Regions from separate parts of the Sus scrofa genome. Here all the other regions are linked to region 6. A link is a contact called in public Hi-C, promoter capture Hi-C and targeted proximity ligation data. All regions are on one chromosome and are shown on one strand. The core of a region is the stretch at or near the end of the contact, and the rest is flanking DNA. Distances in the headings are between cores, read along the strand shown.

Region 1 (2,700 bases), core at 174-2,673, 330 kb before region 6:
TGCTCCCACAGCATATGGAGGTTCCCAGGCTAGGGTCTAATTGGAGCTGTAGCAACTTGGGATCCGAGCCACGTCTGCGACCCACACCACAGCTCACAGCAACCCTTAACCCACTGAGCAAGGCCAGGGATGGAACCCGCAACCTCTTGGTTCCTAGTCAGATTCGTTAACCACTGCGCCACGACGGGAACTCCGGGGCACTGTCTTTTTAAACTCCTTACTTGGCTTCATTTAATTACACAGCCCCCTGTTCAACAACATCCCCTCATCTGTCCTGTCCTAAGCAGAGGGAGGAAATCGGACCTGTTGTCCTGTCGTGGCTGGGCCTTGACCCTCATTCTCTGGCCGACGTTCAGGATGGAGCTTGGATCCCTTCCTCCAACCCCCCGGGACAGGAGCCTGGCCAGGGTGTTGGGACTCTGGGAGAAGAGGTGCCTGTGACCCTTCCCCCACCTCCCTCCCAGTTCTGCTCTGAGGACAGGGGGAGAGGGCTCTTCCAGGCTGTGCTGGCAGCCAGGCCAGCGTTTGTGGTAGGCGGTGTTTATGTGAATGCACAAATGTTTATGTGAGATTGCCAACCGGTTATTTATGAGTCTCTCAGCCCTTCCCCAATAAAAGCTGTTCCTTCAATGTTCTGACAGGCCCCGCATCTGTAACTAATGTGTCACTCGCTCAGCTAATGCAGTTCACTTGTGTTTATTTTTGCACAAAAGCAATTTATCCAGTCGCTCTGGGAAAACACACACACACAACCAGCCCTGTCAAGGACCTTCTTTGGAGCAGAGTGTTTTTCCTCAAAAGAAACTCTAAGTGGCTCAAAGGGCAGGGCAGCCTCCTGGTGTGCGTGCCTGACGGTGTGAGTGGCTCAGTTCTGATTGTGGGGGAGTGTGTGGAGTGTGGGGTGTCTGGCGTGGGCCCCTCTGCTTTGTCTCTGAGTATATGGATGTGTGTCTTTTTTTTTTTTTTTTTTTGCTTTTTAGGGCCACACCCGGGGCATATGGAGATTCCCAGGCTAGGGGTCGAATCAGAGCTACAGCTGCCAACCTATACCACAGCCACGCCAGGTCCTTAACCCACTGAACGAGGCCAGGGATCGAACCCACAACCTCATGATTCCTAGTTGCATTCGTTTCCCTTGCGCCACAAGAGGAACTCCTATGAATGTGTGTCTTTGTGCCTTTGTCTGTCTCAGACTGGGTGGGTTTGAGTGTTTACCTCTGAATCTAAGAGTTCTGCTGGCTGAGTGTAGGTTACTTTTAAAGAAAGTATGGGGGTGGCTCTGGATCTAACTTTGTATTCCCTCTGGTGGAGGTAAATCAAAGTTGGGAAAGTAAGTTGTTGGCAGCTAAAGTGCCTGGGGGAGGAGGTTTGAGGAAGGAGGGAAGGAGGGCGAAGGTTAAAAGGGAGGATGATTGGCTTTGGGGCAAAAGGAGCATTAACACTGGCCAGCCAAGGACTGTGACTGTAAAACAGCGGAGGAAGGCTGCCCAGGCCTTGGTCCCTTTCCCTGCGGTTGTGAATTTTATCATCCCCGCTCTGTTTTCTCTCAGTACTGGCAGTGAACCTTCACAGTGAAAAGATGCTCTGTGGGCTTGTTTGGGGGATGCTGGAAGAGGGAGGGAGCCTGAGAAGCCATTTCCTGCTGCACAAGCAGATTTCTGGAAAAGGAACCCAACAGTGGGGGGAGGATGAGAGGGGCATGCCTGCCAGGGTGGGGGTCGGGAGTCAGGCTGAGTGCTTGGGTCTGCTGGGAAGAAAAAGAGGTGCTGATTTCGGCTGGGGAGGGGCCTGGTGGTCTCTGTGGTCCCCAATCTCACTTCATAGAGTGTTTCCCTGACCCTGGCCAGAACCCATCGGGGTTGGACCGGAGAGTCCAGGAGGCTCCGTGTAGACCCCTCCCACTGCTGGAAAAGCTTTAGAAGCCCATGGCCAGCTGTCCTGGAGGGGATGGCCCCGATGGTAGGTGTCCCTCATATCTGAATGACCCGGCAGTAGTAGTGGACTGTTAGGACAGTGGGCCCAAAGTCTCATGCCTGAGGGATCTCTGCACTCATTACCCAAAACAGATGTCTTCTCACAGCTCAGACCAAATCTTGGCTGCCTTGTCCTGATCTGCCAGAAAATATCACGTTAACAGTTTGGCATTTTGCCCTCTTGAGTTTTCCTCCAGTAAGATTGCTTTAAATCTCTGGTGCCGGCTGAATGATAAGTCAGTGGATATTTGGATAAACATAGAGAAATAGACGACAGTGCTTTGCCTGAAAGCTTATTTTTTATGGCTCTGGGTTGTTCCCATGGTGATTTTGTCTGGCCTTCAAAGCTGACCGTCAGTTGGGGTGGTCAGGGGAAGCTGTCCGTTTGTCTCTGGTTTCTGTGGCCAGGTGACATTCACGGTCGTCCCTTTGTCTCTCTGTGACCTGAGCGGATTTGGGGCCTGCTCTTCCTTTTGGCCAGGGAGTGTGGGTGTAGGAGGAAGGCGAGGAGCAGAAGGATGTCAGTCAACCCTGCCCCTGCCTGCAGCGCCTTGGGAGTGCCTGGCTCCTGGCTCCCACGCTCAGAACCCATCCTTCTGATCTCCCTGTGATATTTAACTTGCAGTTGAATTCATCCCGAGGCTGGTGGCTGTCCCTTGGTGGTGGGTGCACCTCCCGGCCACCTGTCTTGGAAAGCTCTGGGGCAGGCTCAGGCCTCCTTTCCTTC
Region 2 (2,700 bases), core at 19-2,518, 380 kb before region 6:
AGTGCCCACGGGGGATGGGGTGGAACCAGAGCCGTGGCCCTCGGGGCTGGAGAGGAGCAGTCGGATGTGAGACATAATCAGGGGGAAGGAGTGGAAGGCTGAGGGTGAGACTGTGGACGAGGATGAAGTGGAGGAAAGGGTGGGGGCGACAAGAACAGTAGAAGAGACCAAGTTTGGGGGGGGGACGCTGACCACTAGCCATGGCGGTATTGCGCAGTGACAAGAGTGTGGACTTTGGAGTCAAATTGCTGCATGAGCTTGGGTCTGGACCCTGGGACCCTGTCCTGCACTAGCTCTATGGCTGTGGGCAAGTTACGTGTTAAAACCCCACCTCAGGGGCGACTGTGAGAATTATTTGAGATGATGTGAAAACACTTGGCAGTCCCAGGCTTGACAAGGTGTTAGTGACTGGAGCCCTGTGGTGGGAGCCTTGTTGGGGAGGTTCTGCGGGGCACGGCAAACACAAGCCTGTGAACCCAGGGCTGGGGAGCCCATGAGGCCAGGCCACCCGGTGGGTGAAGGGGCCACCAGGGAGGGACTGAGAGGTGGGCTGGAGGAAGAGGGAGGCTGGAGCATGGTCAGCTCTGCCGGGAGCTGTGGGCAGAGGCGCTAGGGGGGCGGGGAGGGAGTATGTGCGCGCCCTCGGAAAAGGGAGCCTGGGAAAAGAATCAAATCAAGACCCTCCTATGGGAGCTGATCTCCGACGTCTCCCTCGGCCTGCAGCTTCCTGGACAGAGTCGGGATGCGGGATTGGGGTTCCACAGCCATTCTGCGGTATCAATCCTGCCCTCCCCCCAATTTCTGAGAGTCAGTGGGGGTTGAAGAGCTGTTTCTCAGCCCGGGGCGGGGTGGGGGGTAGGGTGGGGCGCAGGGCTGCGACCTGCCATCTGCATCTCTCCTGGTCTCAGTCACCAAGCCATCCTCAGACGTCAAGGCCGCAATCTCCAAGCAGTCACCAGAAAGAGGAACAGACGACGGCGGTGAAACCCGGAACAGCCCGCCCTCACCCTCCCCTGAACACCACGAGGATGCATCCTCCCCTTCTGCAAGCGTCTGGGTCAAGGAAGTCCGGGCTGGAGTAGAGGGTTGCAGATGGAGGAAGTGAGGACAGAGGGCAGGAGGATGGGAGCGTGGATGGGACTCACAGGAGCTTGTTGCAGACCGGGGGCAGGAAGGAGGCCCGGTTCTCCTCCACCCAAGCCTTCACTCTCACCGGGCGCTCCATGGCTACCCGGGAGCCCGGCTCTGGAGCTGTGTCCTCCGCGCAGTTGGAGGGGCGCGGCTCCGCGCAGCCGCCTATTGGCAGCTTGGTTAATTAGTGTCCCGGGGGTTAAAGGGCGGGGCAACGCCCCCGGACCCGCTGTGGCCTCTCTCGGACTTCGGTCTAGAGCCCTCTGCCCTCCGGCCCGCCCAGTCTGCCCCTGCCAGGCCCCATGGCCCATGCGCCCTGCTTCCCTGCCGCACGGACCCGGCGCCCTGCCCTCCCGCGCGGGAGTTGAGCGCCAGATCCAGGCGTAAGACACAGGATTCAGAACCTTCCTGGTCCCTTGTCTCCAGACTTTCCGCCTGGCCCCAGAAAGATCCCAAAGAAAACCTGTAAGAGGGAGAAGGTGGGTTTGGAAACGCAAGTGCCAAAGTACAGGGGGAGGTCGCTGGGTTGAGGCCTCAGTTTTCTCATCTGAAAACTGGGAGCGTCTACACAGCCATCTCAGGGTTGCATAGCGGCCACCATAGGCCCCGATTGATGTTAGTTCCCTGTCCTCTCACGAGGATCTGTCAGAGCCCGAAGATTTGTTAGGTGCCGCTCGCTCTGCTCTGCCTGTGACTAGTTTGGGAGAAGACGCAAGGAGCAGCGGTGGGAGCAAAGCTCGGAGCCCGGGGGGATGCACAGCAGGGACCGGCCGGTCGGGGCTGGAGGGCGCGGTCCCCACACCCATGCTCGCAAGTGGCAGGTGGAGCACCGACGAGGTGCCCGGCACTGTACTGATCTCCTTCCATGTCTTGGGGACAGACTCAAAGCACATGACAATTTATGATGAGTTTTACAGAGGAAGAACCGAACACTAGGACCTCAGGAGTCTGGAGTTCAGGGTGGGAGGGCAAACAAACCTGAGCTATGATTCCAACCCAGGGTGAAAGGCCCTAATGGGGGAAAGGACCACAGACCCCTATGTTCTTCTTCCCCTACTTTCTTCTTTCTTCCTGACTCACAATTCCTAGGAAAACTGTGTGTGTGTGTGTGTGTGTGTGTGTGTGTGTGTGTGAACAGGGTGGAGTGTGGAAGTAGTAGGGGAGAGGCAGGGGAGAAGGAGCAGAGCTCAGGCTCTGGCACCAGAATCCAGACGGCAGAGTTTGAGAAATTGGGGTGTTCCCTGTCATGGCTCAGCAGAAATGAATCTGACTAACAACCATGAGGACACAAGTTCCATCCTTGGCCTCCCTCTGTGGGTGAAGGATGCAGCATTGCCATGAGCTGTGGTGTAGGTCGCAGCCGAGGTTCAGATCTGGTGCTGCTGTGGCTGTGGCTGTGGCTGTGGTGCAGGCTGGTGCTACAGCTCTGATTAGACCCCTAGCCTGGGAATCTCTATATGCTGGAGGACAGCCCTAAAAAGACCAAAAAAAATGGAAATTCCTCCGATCCTCGTTCTCATCTCATCTTGCCCCTCCCTGATGCGTGGGGTGGGTGGGTGTCTCAGCACC
Region 3 (2,700 bases), core at 15-2,514, 310 kb before region 6:
CCTATACCACAGCCATAGCAAGGCGGGATCTGAGTCGCATCTGCGACCTACACCACAGCTCATGGCAATGCCAGATCCTTAACCCACTGAGCGAGGCCAGAGATCAAACCTGCAACCTCATGGACGCTAGTCAGATTCATTTCCACTGAGCCACGACAGGAACTCCCATCTCCTGCTTTTATTCAGGTAGGCACTGGACGCCCTCTGCTCTAGCTCCTGCCCCCCTCCAAGCCCTGGGTGGCTGATAAACTCATTTCCTCTGTGAAACTCATGACTGATAATGGTTGGAGATGCGTGCCTTTCCAGGTGGATCTGCCCTTTACCAAGAGGAAAGACTCACTAGAAGCTGAATGCCAATGAAGGGAGGGCAGGGAGATAATTTGAGGCAGGGAGCCTTTCTGCTCGCTCCCATCATGAAGGTAGTACTACCTGTGTTGGTAGAATATGCTAGAACTTGCAAAGCCATTTCCCATAGGGTGTCTTATTCGATCCTCTCATCAATGGATAGAGGTGGACACAGAAAGGACTGTTATCACCACTTGCAAATGAAGAAACTGGGGCCAGGAGGGAGCAGGAATATGCCCAAGACCACGCAGTCACATGGTGGCAGGACTGGGGCAGGGTGTTGATTCTTATCACTCTCAGAGAGGTCTCGTCCGGGACGCTGGGCTGCAGAGCCTGGGCACGGGCGTGTGAATCGCCCCTGTCCAGAGGCACATGGGAGTGGGGATGAGGCAGGAGGTTTGCAGTCAGAGGGCCTGCCCTAGGATCTGAACTTCGGCTCTTTCTCAGCGGTTAGTTACCACCCCAGAGCTTCGGTTTCCTCACTAGTCAAGTGGGGGTAACAACCCCTTTCCACTCTCACCCACCAGGGTTACTGTGAGGCCCCCCAATGAGATAAAGTCATCAAAGCATCGTTGCAAACTGCAGAACCCTGCCCACATGCTCGATTCCAGGAAGCCAGGGCTGGACTCTTTTTGCACTGTTCACACCCTTCCTTTGGGGGAGGCAGAGGCTCAGAAATAGCCTTCGCTCTGTCCTCCCCGCTTCCCCCGGGATCGGGGCTGAGTGTTTTCTTCTTGGAAAAACAAAAAATCAAAGCAGTGGCAGAAAAACCAACAGCCTGTTTCTGCTTCCCCTCGGCTGCCCTTCTGGCCTCTGGGGCCAAGAGAGGATGTCGCCGGAGTCCAGGGTTTGGCTGGGGCCTTTCAGAGCCCTCACTGCCCTGCAAGGGCCAGCAGGAGAGGCCTGGATGGCGCTGGTCATGTGCTCAGAGGCCAACGCTGGTAGTGCTCTGAGGCGTGGGGTTCTGATCTTCCTTGGGAGACTGGGCAGGGAGGAGAGGAGCCCCGCTCTTTCAGGCCTGAGAGCACCCAGGAAGGGCTTGGACGTGCTAGAGAAGGGTATCCTGTCCTCTCAACCAGAAATAATTATTCATTTCAATGGACACCTTTCTGGCCATTTGCAAAATGAAATTCAGAATCCTGTGTCTCTTTTTTACCCCCTCTAATGAGCAGCAGATGAGTTTTCAGGGTGTGTTTATCTTTTTCTAGAAACAAGGAAAGGCCAGCTTAAGAGGATAAACAAAACCTACAAACTACATATTGCGTGGCACAGCCGGGCGACCCCGGATGGGAGTGGGCCGGGCCCTGGCCCCCTGCCCTGACGTGTGGCTCTAACAGGGCTTCCCGCTCCAGACCCAGCGTCTTCACCTGAGATGGTTAGGTGGGCCCCCCTGTGTCTCCTACACTGTCGACGGGAGGTTTACACAGAACTTAGTAAGGGCAGCAAAAGGGACGTGTTGAGAAAAGCCTAACCTATAGTGCAGATGAACTGTATATGGTTTTCTGAACATTTAGGCTGTCACATCCACAGCAATCTCAGACAATATAGAGTATGCATCTGCTTTTAATTTCCGTCCCTCCTCAACAAGAGATTGAGAAAGGAATGTTCCAGTCCATCCCTCTATGGTCTCAGGCAGTATCTGGGTTCTACTCTTTCTTCCAGTCCTCCTCTTGTTCCAAACCATTTGGAGTCCCAGTTGGTTCCATGACAGCCGCTCCCTTTCTTTTTAGGACTCGAAGCCCAAGAACTAGTTTTTCTAATTTCCCAAGACTTAGAATACAGCGTTCAGCCCGCCTGGTTTCATAGCACTGTCTCTTTGCTGTTTGCTTTACCACAGGCTTATTTGGAGACTGAAAGTAGTGGGTGGGGCTCTCAGCCAGTGTACATTCTGCTAATGAAGCTGGCCTTGCCAAGAACCTTCTTTCTGCCACTGCTGTGGTAGGTGTCGTTCTACTTTCAGCCTTGGGTTTTAATAGGATAGGAAAGGCACAACTTCTGAACATTGTACTAAGGAGTTCTCCTCGATTTGGAATAAAGACATTTTCTAAACTAATTGCTATATGGCTATCCACTATCCGCTCTCTGTAGACATGCCCACATGTGTTACTGCAACATACTCACCCAAAGGCCAGCCAGGAAGTGAAATTAGAGGCTACAGGCTTCTGTCTTACTGTGTGTTATAAGGGTTGGGTAGATGGCTACCAGGAAGGATCCAGGAAGGCTGATCACATGGTTAAGGGGTTTTGTTTAAGGGGCAAAAAAATTGCTGCCCTCATAGGGCTGAATTTCTAGTGCTGTGATGTGACTTCATTCACTGGCTGTGGAGTTTAGGTGTCAAGGTCATAATCTCATCAT
Region 4 (2,700 bases), core at 67-2,566, 330 kb after region 6:
ATTTTTGCTTTTTTTTTTTTTTTTTTTTGGGCTTTTTTTAGGGCCGCACCCACGGCATACGGAGGTTCCCAGGCTAGGGGTCCAGTCGGAGCTGTTGCTGCCGGCCTATGCCACAGCCACAGCAACGCCACTTCTGAGCCATGTCTGCGACCCGCACCACAGCCCACGGCAACTTGGGATCCTTAACCCACTGAGCGAGGCGAGGGATGGAACCTGCAACCTCATGGCTCCTAGTCAGACTCGCCTCCACTGCGCCACGACGGGAACTCTGATTAATATACACTTTATGAATAAACACGAGTTAATTGACAAACATTTGTCAATGATGTTCTAAAAGGAATGTATGCCCTTAATAGCAGAAAAGTGGACTACCTGTCATCTTAAAGTAAATTCTATATCCAAGTGACAAGTTAGCCCTGACACTGAAGAACCTATAGTCCCTTTACAGAGTAAAAAATCGATACAGCAATGAAGTGTGAAAACTCACTTAACAGAAAATGATAATAATAGACATAGCTAGAAAGTCACTGGCAAAGTTAGAATTTGAAAAGTGACAAGATTAGGTCAAGGCGATTATCACTGGGATCACTTCCTAGGTAAGTCACCAATATACAAAGTTTAGAAGAAATAAAGATGGAAACCTGGAGAAACTTCACTGGTAAATGGTGAGCAAATTTGCAGTATGATTTAAACTTGGAGCCCTCAAGACTGCACAAGAAGAAGTTTGATGCTTATGCGTGCTCAACGAATGCCAAAACGTTTGTCCTCCCAATAGCGGAAAATCTGGTGCCCACCCTAAGGCATTGCTTAGGAGGCCAGAAGATGTACTGCAAATTATACTCCTTCTGGGTCCCAATAGCTACTTCCCTTCTGATTGCTGTTTCACTCCCATCTACATCTTTCCCGCTGACTCCGACAAACATTCCCTGGGCAACTTCCCAACCACGAGGAGTCCGGAGAATGACAGGTGGAAAAAAAAAGGCGGCGGGGGGGAGTAAACTGCTATCTCCATGGAGACCGAAACGACCGGAAATCAGTTTCACTGCCGCCAAGTCTCGCGTAACTACAGGACGGGAATTGGTGTGAATCGCGTGGTGGCCTAGGCAGAGCAACCGAGCCGAGCCGTAGAGAGTCGCGCGCTACTGCGAGTCTGGCCGACAGACGGCTGGGAGCCAAACCTCGTGCCCGTGAGCGTCTGGGAAGAGTCGTGGTCAGGATGAGTCCCGGAAGCTCGTCTACTTCTACGGTGTCTCCTTGGATCACAGCGTGGTCTGTAGTCGGCTACAGGGTAGGGGCGATGGGAGGGGAGCAAGAAGACCTGGAAACGGAATCATCGCGAGAATTGAGTTAATATGTTCCTCCAATCAGCAGTACGGGGAGGGGGTGATGTCATCTGGGAGCTGATGGTGATGAGTTTGGTCAGACTCTGCTTTGAATCGTACGATCGGTACCTCACCTCCCGCGCGGGGACGAGCCCTACCGGCCTCCTTGCCCAAGAGGCGGCTGAGACTGTGCCCTCCACGCCCTTCAGTGCCTGGGAAACATCAGTGCTTCAACTTGGACGTTCTCCTCTTCTCCTACGCAGCTTCCTTAGCGCAGAGAAGGGGCGAAAACTGCTTCTGGGCTGCTGGAACCAGAAGCGTAACGACTTTAGAACTTGTGAGATGGGGTAGGAAATGGGGCAGACAGCCATCCGAAGCCACAGTGAGAATTTTGACCTGGATGGGAAGTACTGAAGTGAACTAACGTATGCCACGGTGCATGTCTTTATTCAGCGACCAGTCAATGAATGCTGTTGTCGGAGCATTACCAGGCGCTATCCTTGAAAGTTTTCCTATTTAGGATACGTATTTTACGCTGATAATCAAATTATGGGTGGTTCGACCCTTTAAAAAGACGTAAAATAAGTGGGTGCCAGCCTCTACGCTAGCAGCTGGGACAGAGGTAGGATCAGAAAAAAGATAGGGAGACTCTGTTCAAGTTCAATTTATTTGGGAAATACTAAGAAACATTCCAGTTCTCCTAAACCTTTAGTCAGATTGGTAATTTTAAGTTTTTAATCATTACTTTTCTCAATTTTATCTCATTTTCGTTCTTTTATCTTTATATATAGCTTTATTACATGTATTGCTAAACATATCTTAGTTTGATTTTGAGCTTTATTTATGGAATCATTTGTTTGATTTCTCTAGGGTTTTGCTTCTTTTGGCATTGCTTTTGACATCCACGGAAAAGCAGGTCCAGGTAGTTCTTTCACTCACTGTTGTATAGTATTCCCTTGTTTAATGGATCACATTTATTCATTCTACTCCTCTGGAGCTTTGAATTGTTTCCAGCTTTGGCTCTGCCAGTCCTGCTGTGAACTCTCTTGTACATATCAGCTGATGAGTGCGTGTAGAATTTTATCTACAGCAATTTTTTTCAAATATTTAATAGTAAGAAATTGATTGTACCTTTAGCCACACATATATATCTGAAACAAAAATTTCTTGAAATATTCGTTATTTTTTTACAGGAGTTAAGCACTCTGATTTTTTTCTTTATTCTTTTTTGAAGTTGTGATAGAGATATAACAGCCATTGTTTAAAAAAAAAAAAAAAAGAAGAAGAAGAAAAAACAACAGGTCCAAGGTGGAGCACTAGACCCCAGGACAGCACACCAAGACTTATTCGCAGTTTCACCCTCTCTCAAGAACAGAAT
Region 5 (2,700 bases), core at 132-2,631, 350 kb before region 6:
CCCCTCTCTTTTCCCCCACACACTAGTCTGAGTACCGAGCTGGGGACACAGCTCTAGGCTAGGAGGCTTTAAGCCCTCCTCATGTGACATCAGACAGCATTCTACTCTTTCTTGGGTATTAGTTTACTCATCATAAAATGGGATGAATGACATTGTCCCCAACCAGCAAACCAGATGACAAATGGGGTAATAGGTGAGACACTATTTTGAAGAAAAACAGTGAATCATTCCAGGGCAGGATTCTGAGGTGGTCCCCTACCCCTCCTCTGGTGAAACAAGGTTCCCTACTGGGCTGTCTCTCCCCCGAACTCCAGCAGGTGGCAGCATCGCCCTCTGCATGTCTGCTCTCCGCCCCTGACCCCTCCTTCCCAGATACCTAGGGTGTAGGACCTTGGACTGCTCTCAATTCACCTTCCACATTCCCACCTCCTCAGGGAAGAAAGCGGCCAGGGCCTGGAGCCCAAATGCCTTGGAAAGAGAATTAAGACCTTATTCTTTTAAAAAACCACAGATAGGGCAAGGGGAGGGGACCTGTTGTGTGTGATCCCAGGAAGGTTGACGTAAGCATTTGGGTGGAAGGGAAGCTTCATCCTACTCTGCCAGGACCTGTCCCACCACCTGGAGGAGGCCAGGACTTGTCCCCTCCTGGGATCATTGTCTTTAGTTGGACGGGCCAGCTGGCATTTCAGCAGAGGCAGGGGAGAGTCCTCTATTTTTGTGTGTGCAACAGGGTTGAAAATTTCACTCCCACTTCAGTTCATCTGTGCAGAAAAAAGAGTAATTTCTTTATTTGTTATATAACTAATCTGACCTTTCCCCTAACCCCTATCTGATGAAGAGTGAGAAAAACAGTGAAATGTTCAACTTGATTTAAATGTCCTGGGACCCAATAGTTTAGCCCGTCCTATTAGATTGTTTCTCTTAGAGAAAAGTGCTCAGTTTTCAGATTGCCTTCCTAATCTTCACCCACTAAGATGAGACCGAGGTGTGTGGACAGACAAGGGCGGCTCATGTGATATCTGACAGGAGTGAGGTGTTGGGATCCTGGGGTTGGTGTCTTCTGGTTTCCCCCACAAGGTCCCTTGTCCCTGCTGGCCACGGATTGTGCTTGAAGCTGAGTTTGTATAACTCATGGTCTGGTCCCTCCTGGTCTGGCCAGAGCCTCTGTGGTGCCCCAGCTGACCAGCCCACTGCACCTGAGTTCTCCTGGCTGCCTCCCAGGGGGCCTCCACTAACCTGGTAGTGCCCCCTCCCACCCCGTGGCATCTCCTTGTTGTACAGCTTGACCCCAGTTGACCTGCTGGCTCACAGTGTGGTTGCCTGGCCTGTGGGAACTGAAGTTGGCTGTGAAGCTGAACTTCTGAGGCTCCTCTGCTGTACCCTGGAGCCCTGGTGTTGGAGGCAGAGGATGGGTGGGTTCAGGGCAGCCTGAGAGACTGGGACAGAGGCCACACTGGGGTTTCTTCTCTAGAGCAAAGCAGATGGAACTTTCTCTTCTTGCCTCAGCATCCGTTACAAAAAAATGCCATGATCACACCCAGGGGGAGAAATGAAGGCATCCAGAAAACATGCTTTCAAGTGAATGGTCTGGTTTAGAAGACTCTTGACCTACTACATAATTGTATTTTGCCTGTCAGATGCCAAATATTACAGCATTTTTCTTCTGTGCTTTCAATGTCACAACTTCATCCTAGTCTCTCCTCAGGCAGAGACGGATGCCTCAAAGGTAGATGAAGGTCACGTATTCATAGAGGCAAGAAAGAAAAGCACATTCATAAATCTTCAAACATCCTTTTATGCTTGAAATGTTACCAATATTGGATAACGGAAGCAACAGACTACAACAGGTAAAATGGGAAGGCTTTCTCCACGAGGATAATTCACTATCTTGTTTGTGTTGGACTCTGTCCTTTCAGGGCCATACACAGTGAGTCAGAACCAGATGTCACTCAGTGAAAAATGGCACACCCCATAAAAAGCTGGGCCAGTCCAGCGGGAACCCGCCCTGAGCTCCCTGGGGCCAGGGCAAGACCAAGACAGACGTAGGATGAAAGGAAGGCCATGATTGGTGGACTCCTCTCCAGGCTTCTCTCCTATTGGAGGAAAGCAGACACAGGCATTTCAAACTAACTGGGAAAGGGGGTGGGTGATGGGTATAATTTACTGCCCCCACCCCCCACCGCTCCCCAGTGTTGTGGGCGTGCAGGCTGTGGTGGGGTTGGGTGGCCGGGGGGTCTTCATCTCTTACACAGCTCGCTCAGGTTGGGGGTTTCTCCCTGCAGGGCTGACAGGCCACCCTCACAGGAACTCACTGGCACATGTGTCAGAACACGTGCTCAGCCGTTTACATTCACGTGGGTTTCCACGTGAGTCCTCGTAGGACTCTTGGGGTAGTGCCTGACACCGCAGACATGAAACGAACACCAGCCCTTATTATCACTGGGCACAGAGGGTCTCCTACACTTAGTCCCAAAATAGAAAGACACAGTTACACAGATGTGTACATTCTCACACTCAAGAGATATACAGACACCATGAAACCTTTACATAGAAGCTCATAAATCTATTTTTTGGATATGGATATATAGTCAAACATAGTAGTTATAACCTACTGGAAATTTCCTATACAGTAGGCATTGTTCTAACACCATACAAGAGGATTAAGCAACTGAATCCTTATAACAACTGCATGAAGTAGGT
Region 6 (2,700 bases), core at 71-2,570:
ACAGCTCAGTTTTGTAGCGCGTTGAGTTGATCTGGGAGCCGCCGCCCCCCTTCTGCTGCTGCTGCAGGTGCAGGAGGTGCTGGCTGCGATCGCCGTTCTCACTGAACGAGCGGTCCCGGAATTTGTTCTCCTTGTTCAGCAGGGCCGTGCCGCCGCCCCCCGACGGCTCCTTGAGGGTGCCGTAGGAGGCCGGGCCGCTGGCCGCCGCGCTGCCGCAGCTGCTGCCGTTAGCCGCGCCCGGGAACTTGGGCGAGCAGCTGCCGGGGCTAGGCGCTGGGTGGGCGAGCGCGTGCAGGTTGCTGGCCGAGTGCCGTCGGAGGAAGCCCGGGGTGAAGCCCGAGCTGGGGGCAGCGGCCACAGGCGTCCCCACCGCCTTCTTGTCCAGCATGTTGTTCAGATTGAGGTTGGCCAGGGATTTCTCCGTCTGCCAAAAGGAGGGTAGCGGGGAAGGGGTGAAAAGTGGAAAAGGGAGGGAAGAGTTGGAGGAGTTGCAGAGTAACAACCACTTGCAGCTCTCTGATTCTTTTCCCTTTTTTCGGATTCTGACTCGGCCCCCAACCGCCACCCTTACAAGAGCACAAGAATCAAGTTCGAGTTGGGAGGAGCCGGACTCTCCCACCCTAGGCCGCGCCGGCTTGCAACATGTGATCTTCAGCCGTGGGCCGCCGGCCTGGGCGGCGCAAACCCCGTCCGGGAAGCCCCGGGCAGCGTGGCTGTGGTCGGCTGGGGAGAAACTAAACAGCTACAGCTACTCCCTCCAGCCCTTCCTCTCTTCTCCTTCTCTCCGCCCACAAGGCGCGAGAACACACACTGCAAACTCCAGGATTTTTCCCGAACCCAAAAGTCAAGGCGAGGAAAGGACTCCCAAAGCCGAGGGCAGAGGGCCAAGCCTGAAATCTCGAAGGGCTTCCTTCTTGCCTTTCCTCCTCCCTCCCTCCCTCCTTTCCCCGCCCGCGTACCTTGCACAAGAAGTCGATATCATAGAAGGCGGACAGAAGTGTGGTCGACATGTTTCTGGATCCTGTAATGGTCGGAGCTGCAGGCAGGGAGGTCCGGAGGAACCCTCGCGGCGGCGCGGCCGGCTCGAGCCACGACGAATAACGGGCGAGGGGCGGGGGAGGGATCGAAAGTTTGCTGGGGGGCGAGAAAAGAAGGAACGGAGGCAGCAGCGTGGACTGGTTTTGAGGGTGCCCAGGAGTGCGGAGTGGGGGGAAAGAAAGAGTGAAGCTAGAGCGCTCCTCCGCGCCCCGGGGTGCCCGGCCCGCCCCCCCGCGCGGAGCCGACGGCAGCTCTCGGACTGCTGGAACTCAGCGGCCTGCGAGCGCGCGCCCTATATACTGTCCCGCAGCGCGGCAGAGGCTGGAGGGGCGTGCCGGGGGAGGGGACAGAACGCTGACCCCCGCCGGGGTCTCCAGGCAACGCCGCCCGCCGGCTCGCGGACGTCAGGCGCCTTCCCGGCCTCCCATTGGCCGCCGCCAATTTTTTTTTTTCTCTGGGGGAGGGGGGTGGGGAGGCCTCGGGGCGGGGCTGGGCGCTGGGGCGCCCGGGGCAGCGTGGAGAGCTCGGCCTAGATGGGTGCTGCTAGGTGGCGGCGGGAAGATTCAGCTCCCCTCCTCTGGGGCTGCACTGTTGGAAATCCCCAGCACGTTTAAGCTGGCCGGGGTTCTGCAGCCCTGGACGTGTCTCTCCCCGCCCGATCCTGCTACGCGAAATTGCGGAGTTTTTATCTCCCACCCTCGGTCTTATACTGGGCGCGGGAATTGCAAAATGCAAGAATACTGCAACCGTCCGCGCGGCCCCACTGGGTTGCAAAGGGTGCTCCGGCCGGGGGGGGCGGGGGGGCGAGGGCTTGAGTCGGATGGGTGGTGGCTCCATCCCGACTGCACGTGGAGTGCGGTGGGTGTGGGGGCGGGAGCGGCCACGCGGGCGGCTGCCGGGGTAGTCCTGCCCGGAGGAGCCTGGGCCCGTTTCTCCGCCCCCCTTCCCGCCCAGGCTGCAGTAAACAGGGCTTGAGCGCCGGGGCCTGCCGGGCAGGGCTGAGTGTCTGAGGACAAGGCGCTGGCTTTGCTAATCACATCACAAGACCTTGAGCCAGGGCCAAAGGCGCGGAGTGGCGCGGGGCGTCCCGGGCGGGGGAGCCGGCTGGGAGGACTGGAGGAAAGGCCGGGAGAGCCGTGCAGGCATGGAGGCCACTTCCCGCCACCTTGTCTGTCTGCCGGTCGGTTCGGTCTTCCCCAGCCCTCCCGGGGGTGGTGGCACAGCTGCCAGCCGAGGCTCCCGCCCTCCGCAGCCTTGGCCAGGCGCGGCCTCCTAGCCCTTTCCCTCCGGCCGTTGAGGGCGCCGCGCCCCGCCTTAACTGTGAGCAGAACCTGTGGGCTGCAGGCTCTGGCTGAGGCCGACCCGCAGCCAGGCAGGGCTGGGCACCGAGGACGCGTCTGGTGGGCTCGCCCGGGTTTCCTCCCACACCCCCAAAAGCTCGCGTTGGGAAATGCTCTGCCAACGGGTGCCCTGTGGGTATGGGGCAGACGCCCCCCCTAGCGCCCAGGGAGGCTAAAGCCGCTGTCGGCCCTACTCGAGCAGATCTGGTCCGGGACTCCTCGCTCCGCGTCTTCGCATATGCTGCCAAAAAGCTGGAGCTGGGCCCATGATTTCGCACACCTGACAGCCTAGGCTGTAACTGGGCCTAAGTTGAAAGGTCCA
Region 7 (2,700 bases), core at 95-2,594, 280 kb after region 6:
TTTCTTGAAGTGTAGTTAATTTACAATGTTGTGATAATTTCTGCTGTACAACAAAGTGATTCAGTTAAACATAAACACATATCCATTCTTTCTCGGATTCTCTTCCATATAGATCATCACCGAATACTGGGTAGAGGTCCCTGTGCAATACAGCCAGTCCCCGTTGGCCAGTTATTTTATATGCCACACTGTGCACATGCTAATCCCAAACCTCCAATGTTGCTATTTCCATCTCTTAAAAGTACTGAGTACATGGGAATGCGTTTAGTTTAAGTGAATTTCATGGAGCAAAATTTTAATGTTTAAAAGCAGGAATTCTCTAATAATATGAATAATGCTAACGTCTTGATGACTTTCATTTCTCATTGACTAAATGCTCCTAAACTGAGGCATTTTTAAAGTAAAATTTAGCATGATCAAGCCTAAAATTTTCCACAGAGGGCATAGTTTCAGTGTCAGAATAGTGCTATCACACACACTCTTAGGCACTCATTCAGTCATGAATTTCCTCTCAAGCATATATATGTGGGGTCACCACAGAAAAGGTGACGTGGAGAGATGATCTCATTAGAATGGAAATGGGCATTTTACAGAAAAACAAGATTTTATTTCTTTCTCTTTTTTTTTTTGGACTTTATAGGGCCGCATGTGTAGCACATGGAAGTTCTCAGGCCAGGGCTCAAGTTGGAGCTGCCGCTGCTGGCTTACACCACAGCCATAGCAACTTGAGATCCGAGCCACACGTGTCCTCATGGATACTAGTCTGGTTCTTTAACTGCTGAGCCACGATGGGAACGCCTATGGATTCTATTTCTTACTCAAGAAAACAGTCATTAGAAGAGTTCTTTGGTTTATAAGAGCCTCCCTTCATTACTGTTGTTGTTTTTACAAATAGCTATTTTATATTAATTTGCATTTAAAAATTAATTCACAATTTTAACATGGATATCCCACATAACTTTGTAAGACTGGGGTGCTCTGTAAAGGTGTCAAGGCAAAATGATTTTTGCAGGACGCTTTCAGGTCTTTCTCAGCTACAGTAAAAGAGAAATCTGTTTCCTTAATTTTTTTTTTTTTTGAACACTAGCCAACAAACCCAGAAAACTGGATATTTTAAGTTGTCCTTGAAAAGTTGAGAAGTCAAGGGGCTCTAGCACATGTTTACTTCACATCAGTGAAGTAATCATTAATCATAGCTGGATTCCTCAGCAAAGATGTTGGCATTGGCACTCTAGCCAGTCACCGGCAATGACTGCAAGTAACTCTAGGTCACTGACGCCTATTTGATTTGGAAGAGAATAAGGAACATAACGATGCTGGCAGTGTCCTGTTCCCTTTCGCCGTCCTCCATCTCAGAGCCTTGCAACATCAGGGGCCCAGCTGTTATCCAGATGCAAGCACATCAGCCACAGAGAGTGTGAGAATAAAAACATTAGCAGTATTTCCACGAAACCAGTCACATGGTTATTATAGAAATAATGAACATTAGCATACTACAATATTTGTGTTGTTCTTAAATGTTGTAACACCCGATGGAAGAAATCATCTTTACTTGGAAAAGGTTAAAAATGAAAGAACATGTTATATATCTTTGCTGGGAAATGGTGGGAAATGGATTTGTTGAAGCCCTATGGAAAGGAAGAGGGAATCAATTGAAAACAGAAATCTAATAAATCTAAAATATTTCTAAATGAAATGCTTGTGGTAGACTAATTTCTTGTAAACACAGCACTCAAGTTGCCTGAAAAGTCCCAGATGGTGAACTAACTTTGTGGTCTTAAAAATAAAAGTCAGCCAAAAAAACCCCAAGCAACTACAACTTTATCATCATCAATGTAGAGGGAAACAAGAAATCCATAATCAACTAACATAGTACTTTTTTTTTTTTTTGCAAAATTTGATGGGCATGTGAAGTTTTACTAAATAGAAGGTCTCATTTCAATTTAAAGTTTGTGTGTGTTAAATGGAGAAATAAAAATTTCAAATGATCAGATTGAGGTTAAAAGTGAAATAAAAATCTACCATTATTTAACATAACTTAGAAAAAGTACAATGTTTCTAAAAAGGCCACAGTTTTGAAATGTACTGCAAGGTCTAATTTCTACACTTTAGAGAACTTTCTTCGGTTGACATCTGTAAGATTTTATTCAAGAAGAAATTTTTAAAAGTTTTTCAGGTGGGTGATAAATAAGTTTGTGATTTATGCCTTGACCAGAAATTAAACCAGGTGGAATAAACATCTACCCTACCTGCTCCACTGTCAATAATCCATCAGGAGATTGTGGCACAGACCGCATGGGAGCAGCTGGCACAGGGAGCCTAAGAGTAAAGCGACTTCCTTCATGCTTCGCCAACAACATACCAGCACCATTTGAGCAGTTACATCACATGTTTTTCCTTCTTTACCTTAAAAAAAAAAAAAAAAAAAAAAAAAACTATTGCAACATTCGCCACTTGATTACTCACATCCCAGGTTTCTCAGAACAAGCTTATTCATAATTTCCCCAAGAATAATCAACTTGAACAAACCAATTTGTCATATGCTATATTTATTCAGGAAAAAATAACAAACATTTGTTGGGCATGTGCTATGAGTAGGAATCACGCTAAGTATTTTTTTAATGTACTATTTTCAAAGTAAATTTAAAAATAGAACACAACACTATCCCTCAAACCGAAGTCTAACCTTTGGAAATTAAT

What was found. Promoter capture Hi-C pulls out the DNA fragments that hold promoters and counts their contacts. Hi-C and Micro-C count contacts between places; a contact is called where the count stands out from the background.
Region 1: a contact with region 6 is called in a targeted proximity ligation map of skeletal muscle. A contact is called at or near these places in 3 of 5 promoter capture datasets (fetal liver, liver and skeletal muscle), 10 of 47 Hi-C or Micro-C datasets (alveolar macrophages, embryonic fibroblasts, fetal liver and 6 more) and 2 of 2 datasets of targeted methods (alveolar macrophages and skeletal muscle).
Region 2: a targeted proximity ligation map of alveolar macrophages shows a contact between it and region 6. A contact is called at or near these places in 1 of 5 promoter capture datasets (liver) and 1 of 2 datasets of targeted methods (alveolar macrophages).
Region 3: a contact with region 6 is called in a Hi-C map of mesenteric adipose tissue, with 2.6 times the contacts expected there. A contact is called at or near these places in 2 of 5 promoter capture datasets (fetal skeletal muscle and liver), 15 of 47 Hi-C or Micro-C datasets (alveolar macrophages, embryonic fibroblasts, fetal heart ventricle and 8 more) and 2 of 2 datasets of targeted methods (alveolar macrophages and skeletal muscle).
Region 4: a promoter capture Hi-C map of liver shows a contact between it and region 6, with 2.5 times the contacts expected there. A contact is called at or near these places in 2 of 5 promoter capture datasets (fetal liver and liver), 2 of 47 Hi-C or Micro-C datasets (embryonic fibroblasts and skeletal muscle) and 1 of 2 datasets of targeted methods (alveolar macrophages).
Region 5: a contact with region 6 is called in a Hi-C map of subcutaneous adipose tissue, with 5 times the contacts expected there. A contact is called at or near these places in 4 of 5 promoter capture datasets (fetal liver, fetal skeletal muscle, liver and 1 more), 23 of 47 Hi-C or Micro-C datasets (adipocytes, alveolar macrophages, brain and 14 more) and 2 of 2 datasets of targeted methods (alveolar macrophages and skeletal muscle).
Region 7: a Hi-C map of liver shows a contact between it and region 6, with 5 times the contacts expected there. A contact is called at or near these places in 2 of 5 promoter capture datasets (fetal skeletal muscle and liver), 17 of 47 Hi-C or Micro-C datasets (alveolar macrophages, embryonic fibroblasts, fetal heart ventricle and 9 more) and 2 of 2 datasets of targeted methods (alveolar macrophages and skeletal muscle).

What each region holds. Positions count from the first base shown.
Region 1 is chr3:97,532,529-97,535,228 of Sscrofa11.1, reverse strand. The region is part of intron 2 of LOC106509843 (a long non-coding RNA gene); the gene reads left to right. Among named protein-coding and RNA genes, the nearest start is that of TRNAI-UAU, 34 kb to the left of the region's middle.
Region 2 is chr3:97,579,421-97,582,120 of Sscrofa11.1, reverse strand. It overlaps HAAO (3-hydroxyanthranilate 3,4-dioxygenase), which reads right to left and starts at 1,268. Exons shown (of 10, transcript NM_001244941.1): 1 at 1,146-1,268. The coding sequence starts at 1,225.
Region 3 is chr3:97,510,300-97,512,999 of Sscrofa11.1, reverse strand. The region is part of intron 2 of LOC106509843 (a long non-coding RNA gene); the gene reads left to right. Among named protein-coding and RNA genes, the nearest start is that of TRNAI-UAU, 56 kb to the left of the region's middle.
Region 4 is chr3:96,870,794-96,873,493 of Sscrofa11.1, reverse strand. THADA (thyroid adenoma-associated protein) reads right to left here and starts at 1,316. Exons shown (of 40, transcript XM_021088406.1): 1 at 1,179-1,316.
Region 5 is chr3:97,548,737-97,551,436 of Sscrofa11.1, reverse strand. All of the region lies in intron 2 of LOC106509843 (a long non-coding RNA gene), which reads left to right. Among named protein-coding and RNA genes, the nearest start is that of TRNAI-UAU, 18 kb to the left of the region's middle.
Region 6 is chr3:97,199,015-97,201,714 of Sscrofa11.1, reverse strand. ZFP36L2 (mRNA decay activator protein ZFP36L2) reads right to left here and starts at 1,320. Exons shown (of 2, transcript XM_003125190.6): 1 at 960-1,320; 2 at 1-424. The coding sequence starts at 1,010.
Region 7 is chr3:96,921,230-96,923,929 of Sscrofa11.1, reverse strand. THADA (thyroid adenoma-associated protein) reads right to left here. Exons shown (of 40, transcript XM_021088406.1): 22 at 2,305-2,406; 23 at 2,250-2,302. Among named protein-coding and RNA genes, the nearest start is that of THADA, 50 kb to the right of the region's middle.